2 separate regions of the Gossypium hirsutum genome follow, and region 1 is linked to region 2. The links are chromatin contacts, called in public Hi-C maps. All regions are on one chromosome and are shown on one strand. Each heading gives the region's core, a stretch centred on a gene start, on an enhancer-like site or on the middle of the called end of the contact. The rest is flanking DNA. Distances are from core to core; before and after follow the strand shown.

Region 1 (4,241 bases), core at 1,257-3,756, 230 kb after region 2:
GTCACCTATGTTAGAGTGAAGTGGGGCCGCTTCGAGGAGACTATTGTGCATAGTTCTCTCAAAATCTTGCAGAACCAGGAAATGTTCATGGTCATATAAACATACCTATGAGAACGAAGACCTTGCTAGGGAGGTAGTTGTGTAAGGTATATCATTGTTTACACAAACGACAGAACAGTTCAAGGATATTGCGTCAACTAGTCAGCTAGTAAAATAAATATACTTTCACAATGGAAGGTTCAAGGGTTGATGTCTGCCTATCATATGCAACTATCAATCGTAGAATCTATCACCACATCCAGCCAATGTTTTTCATTAAACCTACCAATTTCATTCATGTGGGGTATTGTTGGAAAAATATGATTTTTTGGAATCTTTGAGGCATATTTTCGATTGGTAAATGAGGAGTTTTGAATCATAAAATTATGATTTTATGTTCTACCTCATGAGACCTTTACAACGGGATATCATATGCTCAAAATGGTTGAGTGATGAATGAGAAATTGATGCTCAAAGTAAGCTACTTGGAAATTATGTTGAGGAAAAATGAAAAAGCATTAGTCCCACATTGATTTGGAATCAAGTGTGGAACTTTTATATATATGTAAACCAACTTAGTGGTTATTGAATGAGTAAACTAATGCTCTCCCTCGCGCGCAGGGGGTGCAAATTCAAACCCATCGGGGTTGGGAAACACCCGCACGACGTGGGTAACGCGAAATGTCCGGATCGATCAGGCCCTTTTAGGCCTGCGAATATTTTAGCCCAATACGTATTTATTTTTTTTGAGCAGATATTATACAGAATCTGTTTTAAAAGAACAAATATCTCATTTTGATTTGATTCCAATCAAATTTGATTTTATTTTATTCAAATTGATTTAAAGGCTCCCTTAATGCAGATTTGTATCTTTATTCATGAAAATTTCTAAAAATTCCTCCACATTGAATGTCTATAAAAGCCTAAAGAATATTGCAGAATTCTTTAGAGACGCACAACGAATTTATTTCACTCTCGAAAATTCTATTCATTTTCTCTCCAAATTTTTCAAATGTTTGGTGATAGAAGAAGGAAAGATTTATTTATTGATCACTGCAGAAGCACTACTCCCATGATCATTTTGTTGTTGTTTCTTGGGAGACAGACGATCAACGTTTCTCCAAGTACCATAGGAGCTGTCGAGTCTATCTTACGGAAACTGTGAAAACAGGCCTCAACATCTAGTAAAATTCGATTCTCTTATTCGATTTCTAATTTTTCAAGATCTTGTTTATTTAATTATTTTTTAGATATGATGTTTTAAATAAATATAAATATTTATTTAATTGATTTTGTTTAGATCCGGTGTTTTTACATAAATATAAATATTTGTTTATATTATTTGTTCAAGATCTTGTATTTAATATAAATATTTATATTTATATTTGTTCACTAAGGTGTTTTGTCCAAACTATAGCTTCTCAATAATTGTCAAATATTATAGTGATATGCTTTTTCTTTCAATAATTCATATCTTCAAGATTAAAAGGTTTACTTTAGTATTATTCTATTTATTGAGTGTGTATTAATGTTTTGTACAGGAATCCGTTGGATTTTGGTCTTGTATAAATTAGCTGTGGTTGTGGGTAAATAAATGTGTGCCGTTCTTCATTCTCCGAACATGCTGAATATAATTATTGGCATTTCAAGTGTGGCATAATATAAAACAATGGTTGGCTTCATCATAATCTGTTTGGAGACTAACGGACCACACTTTGACCTCCAAATTTAGAAAATATTTCCAGAGTTGGAAATTGTAATTGTAATACCCTAATATTTGTACACCGCAGTGAACATGGACAATCATGTCATGATGCAGAACCAGAAAATGGTGCCAACTCTCCTTCTCCCCCTCTTTCTTCCAAAACTATATCCTCGAAAATGGTGACATCAAACTTCCTTTCGTTTATCAAAGGTTCACCCCTCACATTACAGGGTCCTGTTCGTATCTCAAGGCAATCAAACATGGAATCCATATATATGATTCTTCCCCAATCCTTGTTGTAGATTCTTTGGGGATACAAGCCTTTTTGTTTGTATTTAAATACAAAAAAGGGAGAAAGAAAAGTGCCATCTACAACTGCATGCTAATGATTGCCAAAATCACTGTTTGTTTTGTTGGAAGGCTTTCAATCTTGCGGGGTCTTGAAGAGCCTGTTTCAGTAACTTGCCATTAATTCTCTCTTACATTCCAATCCTAAAAAATGCTTCCATCTTTTAGCTGCAACAGTTTATAATCATCAGAAAGGTCTAGTCAGAATAATATTACCTTCTCCTTTTAAACAGTTTTTTTTTTTAAATCATGCCACTACAACTGTAGCTGCGCTCATGTTAACAATTAATTCCTATAATCGACATCAAAATTATATGAAAGAATTAACACTTGGTTACCGAGTTACCATATTTGAAGATAACGCGAAAGGTAAAAACACAAAAGGCAAGCATGACCAAGCAAACAAGGTATGGACATCGATTTTTTTGAATCGGGAATGACCAAATGGGACCGTGAAGAGGTGACAAAGGAGAAATCAGGCATTCACGGTTTCCATTGGATGAAATGAGATAAGATCACTGTGCTTCTTCCACGTGGCAGGTTGCCAAAGATAAGGCTTTACCATTCAAGAAAAGTTTCCACCCTCTTTGTGGTCATTATGGTTGTAATGTCATCTGATTTAGGATCCAACGGTCACCCTGTCTCCCAAACCAATCTCTAAATGTGGTGAGCTTAGACCAAATTTTATGACTATATATAGGGGATTGCACCAAGGCAGTGACACTATTAAGGGATCAGTGAGACTCTTTTGTATACCTGTAGCATATAGTAATAGTAAGCAGTAATAGCAATGGCCTCCTCCATGATCTCATCGGCAACCATTGCCACCGTGAACCGCTCCTCCCCGGCACAGGCCAACATGGTGGCCCCCTTCACCGGCCTCAAATCTGCCTCTGCTTTCCCAGTCACCAGGAAGGCCAACAACGACATCACTTCTCTTGCAAGCAACGGTGGGAGAGTGCAATGCATGCAGGTACTTGGTGATGCATAAATACCACTTAAATTACCCCAAGTGTTTGAACACAACAAATTACATAAATTGAATCAAATATATATCTTGGCTTTTGAGTACAGGTGTGGCCGCCTCTTGGGAAGAAGAAGTTCGAGACTCTCTCATACCTGCCCGATCTTACTCCCGTACAGTTGGCTAAGGAAGTAGATTACCTTCTTCGCTCTAAATGGATTCCTTGCTTGGAATTCGAATTAGAGGTATTTTGGAGCTCTAAATTATTCCATTCCTCCTCTTAATTTTTTTAGTGGGATATTTGAGTTGATTAAGTGTGTTTTATATGTATGTGCAGGAGGGATTCGTGCACCGTAAGTACTCGAGCTTACCCACGTACTACGATGGACGCTACTGGACCATGTGGAAACTGCCCATGTTCGGGTGCACCGACTCGGCTCAGGTGTTGAAGGAGCTTGAGGAATGCAAGAAGGAATACCCCAATGCATTCATTAGAATCATTGGGTTCGACAACGTTCGTCAAGTGCAGTGCATTAGTTTCATTGCCTACAAGCCTGAAGGCTACTAAGTTGTTTACTTCCCTCCTAGGAATTCCATTTGTTTCAAAGTTGTACTTAAATTAAGCCCCTCAAACCCCCCCCCCTTTTTCTTTTTCTTTTTTAGTTGAGTTATTTGGCTTGGGGTCTCTCTTTGTTTTGTTTTTGGATTTCCAATGGAACGGCTGAGAACTAATGAATAAAAAGGTAGTTTCTTGCCATATTTCATGAATCCAGTTCTTCCTCCATTTTCAGTGCTAAGATATTCATGTTAAGATAGGATAAAAATTAAAAGAAAAAAAGGTGATTGGGTGGTCTGGCTTTAAAATAAGAGGATAAAGATTTTGTGGACAAGCAACGCTGTGCTGTTGGAGGCTCATTATCTTAGTACATAGGAATACACCAAAGAAACCATTTTTATTAAATTGTTTTATTATGACATCACAAGTTTCTATTATTAAAATAACAACTTAAAAAGGCTAAATTCAAATATATATATATATATATATATATTCTGCTATATTCTGCATTCAATCTATTTCCTCGTTAAATATTAAAATCACTATTGGTATAGTGATAAATGATTTGCATTACATAAGTTTTAGTTGACATCTTCGAGCTTAATTTAAAAATAATAATAATGAATTTA
Region 2 (4,132 bases), core at 271-2,770:
CTTAGTATACGTATGTATAATCATATATTATTATTATTATTATTATTATTATTATTATTATTATTACTTTTTAAATGATATTTTCTTATGAGTGAAAACCTTATCTCTTTTAAGTTTGTTATCTTATTTTATTTATTTAGCTTTTATATATATTTTTACTAGGTATATACTATTAATTCTACTAAGTTTTATTTATATAAATTAAAATGTACATATTAATCTCAAGTTGTTCACTTTTATTTTACCACATCTTTTATTTTCTTTGTGTTTTTAAAACCTTTCATTAAAATTTATTCAAATCTTTTATTTAATTTTTTTATTCCCTTCCAAATTTGTATCAAATATTTGTACTATTTATTATTATTGTTGATGATTGGTTGTTTTAAATTGATTATGAATTTGTTGGTTGCCTAAATTTTAATATGGATGTTTGTCTAATATGATTAAGGTCGATGTTTGTATTTGCCTATTATTTGTTTAATTGTTTCTAGTTTAAGTTTAAATTGTTATTTATCCTCTACATTATGTGTATCGTCATTTAATCATGTTCCTTTGTAAGAGTCGAGTTTTATTAAAGCTTCATAATTGTTTTATTTCATAATCTTTAAAAAGGGCTTGGCATTCATAGATTCTCGAGAAAATCGTGCCCTAACTTACTGGACTTCGTTTCTTCTCGATGAATTTAGGTAACCAAGTGCCCATTTTATTAAAACCCTGCAATTATTAAATGACGTTCTTAATATTTCAAAATGTTTGATCCTAACTTACTGAATACGACATTTTGTTATCTCGTTTTTAAAATAAAGGCGATATTTGATGTTTAAGAATTTCGAGAAATTGAACCCTAACTTACTGGGTTCAGATTTCATGATTGATTTAAATAAACAAATATCCTTCTTAAAACACATGATTTTCTTAAGAAAGGGGACAAATTTAATTTCAAAGATCGAATTGTTGCACCCTAACTCACTGAGTGTGGCGATTTATTTCTGCGAAATAAGAGCACATTATCATATTCAAATTTTCTTTTTAAAAGGTCGTATTTTAATTTTTTTTTAAATTTCGACATTGAGACATTAAACAATCAATTCGGTACCAATTTTGGGCGTCACGAGGGTGGTAACCCTACCTCGTGCGTAACCGACTCCCGTACCTGTTTTCTCAAAATTTGCAGACCTAAAATTACTTTCAAGGTGATCCGATCACACCTCAATAAAAGATCGGTGGCGACTCTAATTATCATTTTTTTTAAGTCGACAACTAAACTATATTTTTATTTTCAAAGAAATGATTTCCACAATTAAAATATTAAAATTTAATAATATTAATGACATTTTATTACAAATTAAAATTTAATGATGAAAATATAATTCAAATCATACATAACTTTATATTTTATATAGTTTGCCCAGTTTTATTACACTTGGAAATTATTCACACCACAAACTTTTTATACCAAGAATATCCCTGCTTATATTATATTCTTTGATATTTGAAAAGAAGAAAACAGCCATTTCCTTTATTTTGTCTTTTTTCTGCTTTCTATCATTTTCCCGACACTTTTAAAACTCTCTCGTTTTTTAACCCGTCTTTGAAATTCAAAGCCGAAGGCCATCAACGAAAGTAGCACCCTTCAAACTTTACCTTCTCTCACCTCTAAGTCAACCAAATAAGGGGTAAGATCCGTCTTTCTTTTTCTAAAAAAAAAAAAATTGTGGTTGTTTTTTCGGCTCTTCCTTTTTTTTATGTGATTTTAGATTTGTAGTTCGATTTCGTCCAATTCATGTCGAAATTGGGGGTTTAGTTTTATTGGGTTTCCAATTTTTACGTTGTTTTAGATTTGACTTCTCTTTTTTCTTGAAAGGAAGGGGGGATTAAGGCCAAATTTTTTATAGTATAGGACTCACTGTCGATTCTTGCCACTGTATTTCAATTTATTGAATGTTCCCTTGCATTAAATTTACCAATTAGGTAACGATTGGGAACTTGTATTTCTAATTCTGGATTTGTTTTTCAAAAGATAATGCAAATTGAGTGATAACACATATAACAATGTAGCATTCATGATATTTTTTAAATTCGTATATTTGTTGAATGCCAATTTAGCAGTGAAATTGGATTTGAAATTCATCAGGAATTCATGAATTGAACAAATTTTTGCATTTTTTACTTTCCAAATATATTATATATTGAAACTCAACCAGTTTATTCATGCATTTCACTCTTATAATTTGTATAGCAAATAAAATTCAAAATTTCTAATTCACGTTTCCAAATGCATTAACAAAATATTCCATTAAATATTCTAATTTGATAATTTTCATTTAAAAATCAACGAATTTGAAATTGTAGTTGCTAATTAATTAGAATTGAAACATGGTGACAAAGTTGACTTTAGCCTGAAGTCCCTATGCCCAGATCCTTAATGCTTAACGGTTCTAAATTTACTAGTTCCCAGCAACTGTTTTTTGCCCCCAGAATTTCTACTTGATGCGTGGGTTGGGTTTGATGTATGGATTTGGAAAATGGGATAATGTTATTTTGTATATTCATTTTTCATGTCTAAATCTTCAATAGCGGAATAATGAGATGAGGTCAAAACTTCGTTGGGCAGTGACAGAATTGATGTCCACGCTGAGATCAGTCGGGATGTGTTTTGTTTTATCAATGAAGAACATTTCTTGAAAAAATGTGTAGTTATTATTGGTTTACGATTTTATTTGGCCAGTTGAGCTTGGACTTGCATTGAAATATTTATCCTGCTTGCATTCTTATGTGTTTCAATCTGATTGCATGTACATCTGTCAAGTGATAGTTTGCTTTGTTAGTGCAATAATTTCTACGTTCTCAGTGTATAAATCCTGCTTATCTTTGCCTTCTGGACTTCGCAGTTTGGCATCTGTGACGCTAAGATTTAACAATCTGTTTGAATACACTCACCATGAAGTTCCTAGAATACACTCCATTTGACCGGTAATTTTCAATCATTGAAAAGATCGAGTTGTAGATTAATGAGAATCACCGTTTTCTTCCTTCTAACTTGAATTATGACATAAGTCTCATCTAAATTTTCTAGAATAAATGATTTCTTGAGAGAACTAAACCTTGGTGAACGTACCATCAAAGGGAGCCTTGAAGCATACTCTTGTAAGTTCATGTGCATAACTTGTCTAGTTGTCCTGAAGAATTTAGAAAAATTTGATTCTAACTCAGTTTCTTTCTTGTTTCTAGGCAAACACACAGGAACTGATAAAAGACTTTCTCTCAGTTTGGAAAATGAGGTAAAGTGGAGAACGATCAACATGTGATATGTTGGTTCCTTTTTGCTTTAGAAGATTATTATTCAAGGGATGAGGGTTTTCTGATGCTTGTTTAATACCAGATCCTTGACTCTCTTGGAAAATCTTCAGATACTGACTTCTCACCAGTTGAATTCCTGTTGAGCAGATCAAGGTTGTAAATATTACATTCAGTTTTAGTGAGTTTAGTTTGTCTTTCATTTTAATTGAACCAGCTTTCTATCACATGCATTTCAGCCGGAAGACGTTGATCTACTTGGTGCTTACCCTCTATCACATGTATCCAGATTATGACTTAAGGTATCTCTGTAGCTTATGTTGCCACAGCACATTGTCTTTTTTAAGAGAGCATAAGAGGAGGGTTATGGGTAATGCCACTGTCAGCTTATTGGGCGACTTGGCAACCCGTTATATAATTCTCCTGTTCTCTGCATTGGGAGTGTTGTCAAAAGGCTTTGACAGACAGTTCAGTCCACTGTTGCTCTTGGAGGAGCTGAGAGTTCAATTCTCTCCATTTCCCAAATCTAATCCTGTTGGTTTTATTGGTTTGTTGGTATCCAATTCAAGTCATTCTCATGCCATTGAGTGCGTATACTGATTTTCATGCGTGTTTCGTATGGTTCCCTTATATTATGATATGGAATGTGCATCTGTGGTTTCAGTGCAGTTAAAGCACACCAGTTCTTCACTGAGGAAATCTGGGATACTTTTAAGCAGATTTTTGAAACCTACATGCTTGAAGCGTCAAAGGTATTACCATAATTATCTTCATTTATTCACTTCGACATTAGATTTCCTCAAATAATTTGCCTCAGAGTTACTATTGTTGCAGT

Evidence for each region. A called contact is a pair of places that touch in the nucleus more often than the background predicts.
Region 1: a Hi-C map of leaf shows a contact between it and region 2, with 2.0 times the contacts expected there. The contact joins the promoter of LOC107954794 here to the promoter of LOC107954907 in region 2. A contact is called at or near these places in 6 of 34 Hi-C or Micro-C datasets (anther, callus, hypocotyl and 2 more).

Annotation. Positions count from the first base shown.
Region 1 is chrD07:45,768,410-45,772,650 of Gossypium_hirsutum_v2.1, forward strand. It overlaps LOC107954794 (ribulose bisphosphate carboxylase small chain, chloroplastic-like), which reads left to right and starts at 2,507. Exons shown (of 3, transcript XM_016890466.2): 1 at 2,507-3,065; 2 at 3,167-3,301; 3 at 3,394-3,824. The coding sequence starts at 2,883. The coding sequence ends at 3,624.
Region 2 is chrD07:45,539,835-45,543,966 of Gossypium_hirsutum_v2.1, forward strand. LOC107954907 (repressor of RNA polymerase III transcription MAF1 homolog) reads left to right here and starts at 1,521. Exons shown (of 11, transcript XM_016890590.2): 1 at 1,521-1,676; 2 at 2,892-2,973; 3 at 3,077-3,147; 4 at 3,232-3,281; 5 at 3,383-3,453; 6 at 3,537-3,599; 7 at 3,962-4,049. The coding sequence starts at 2,942.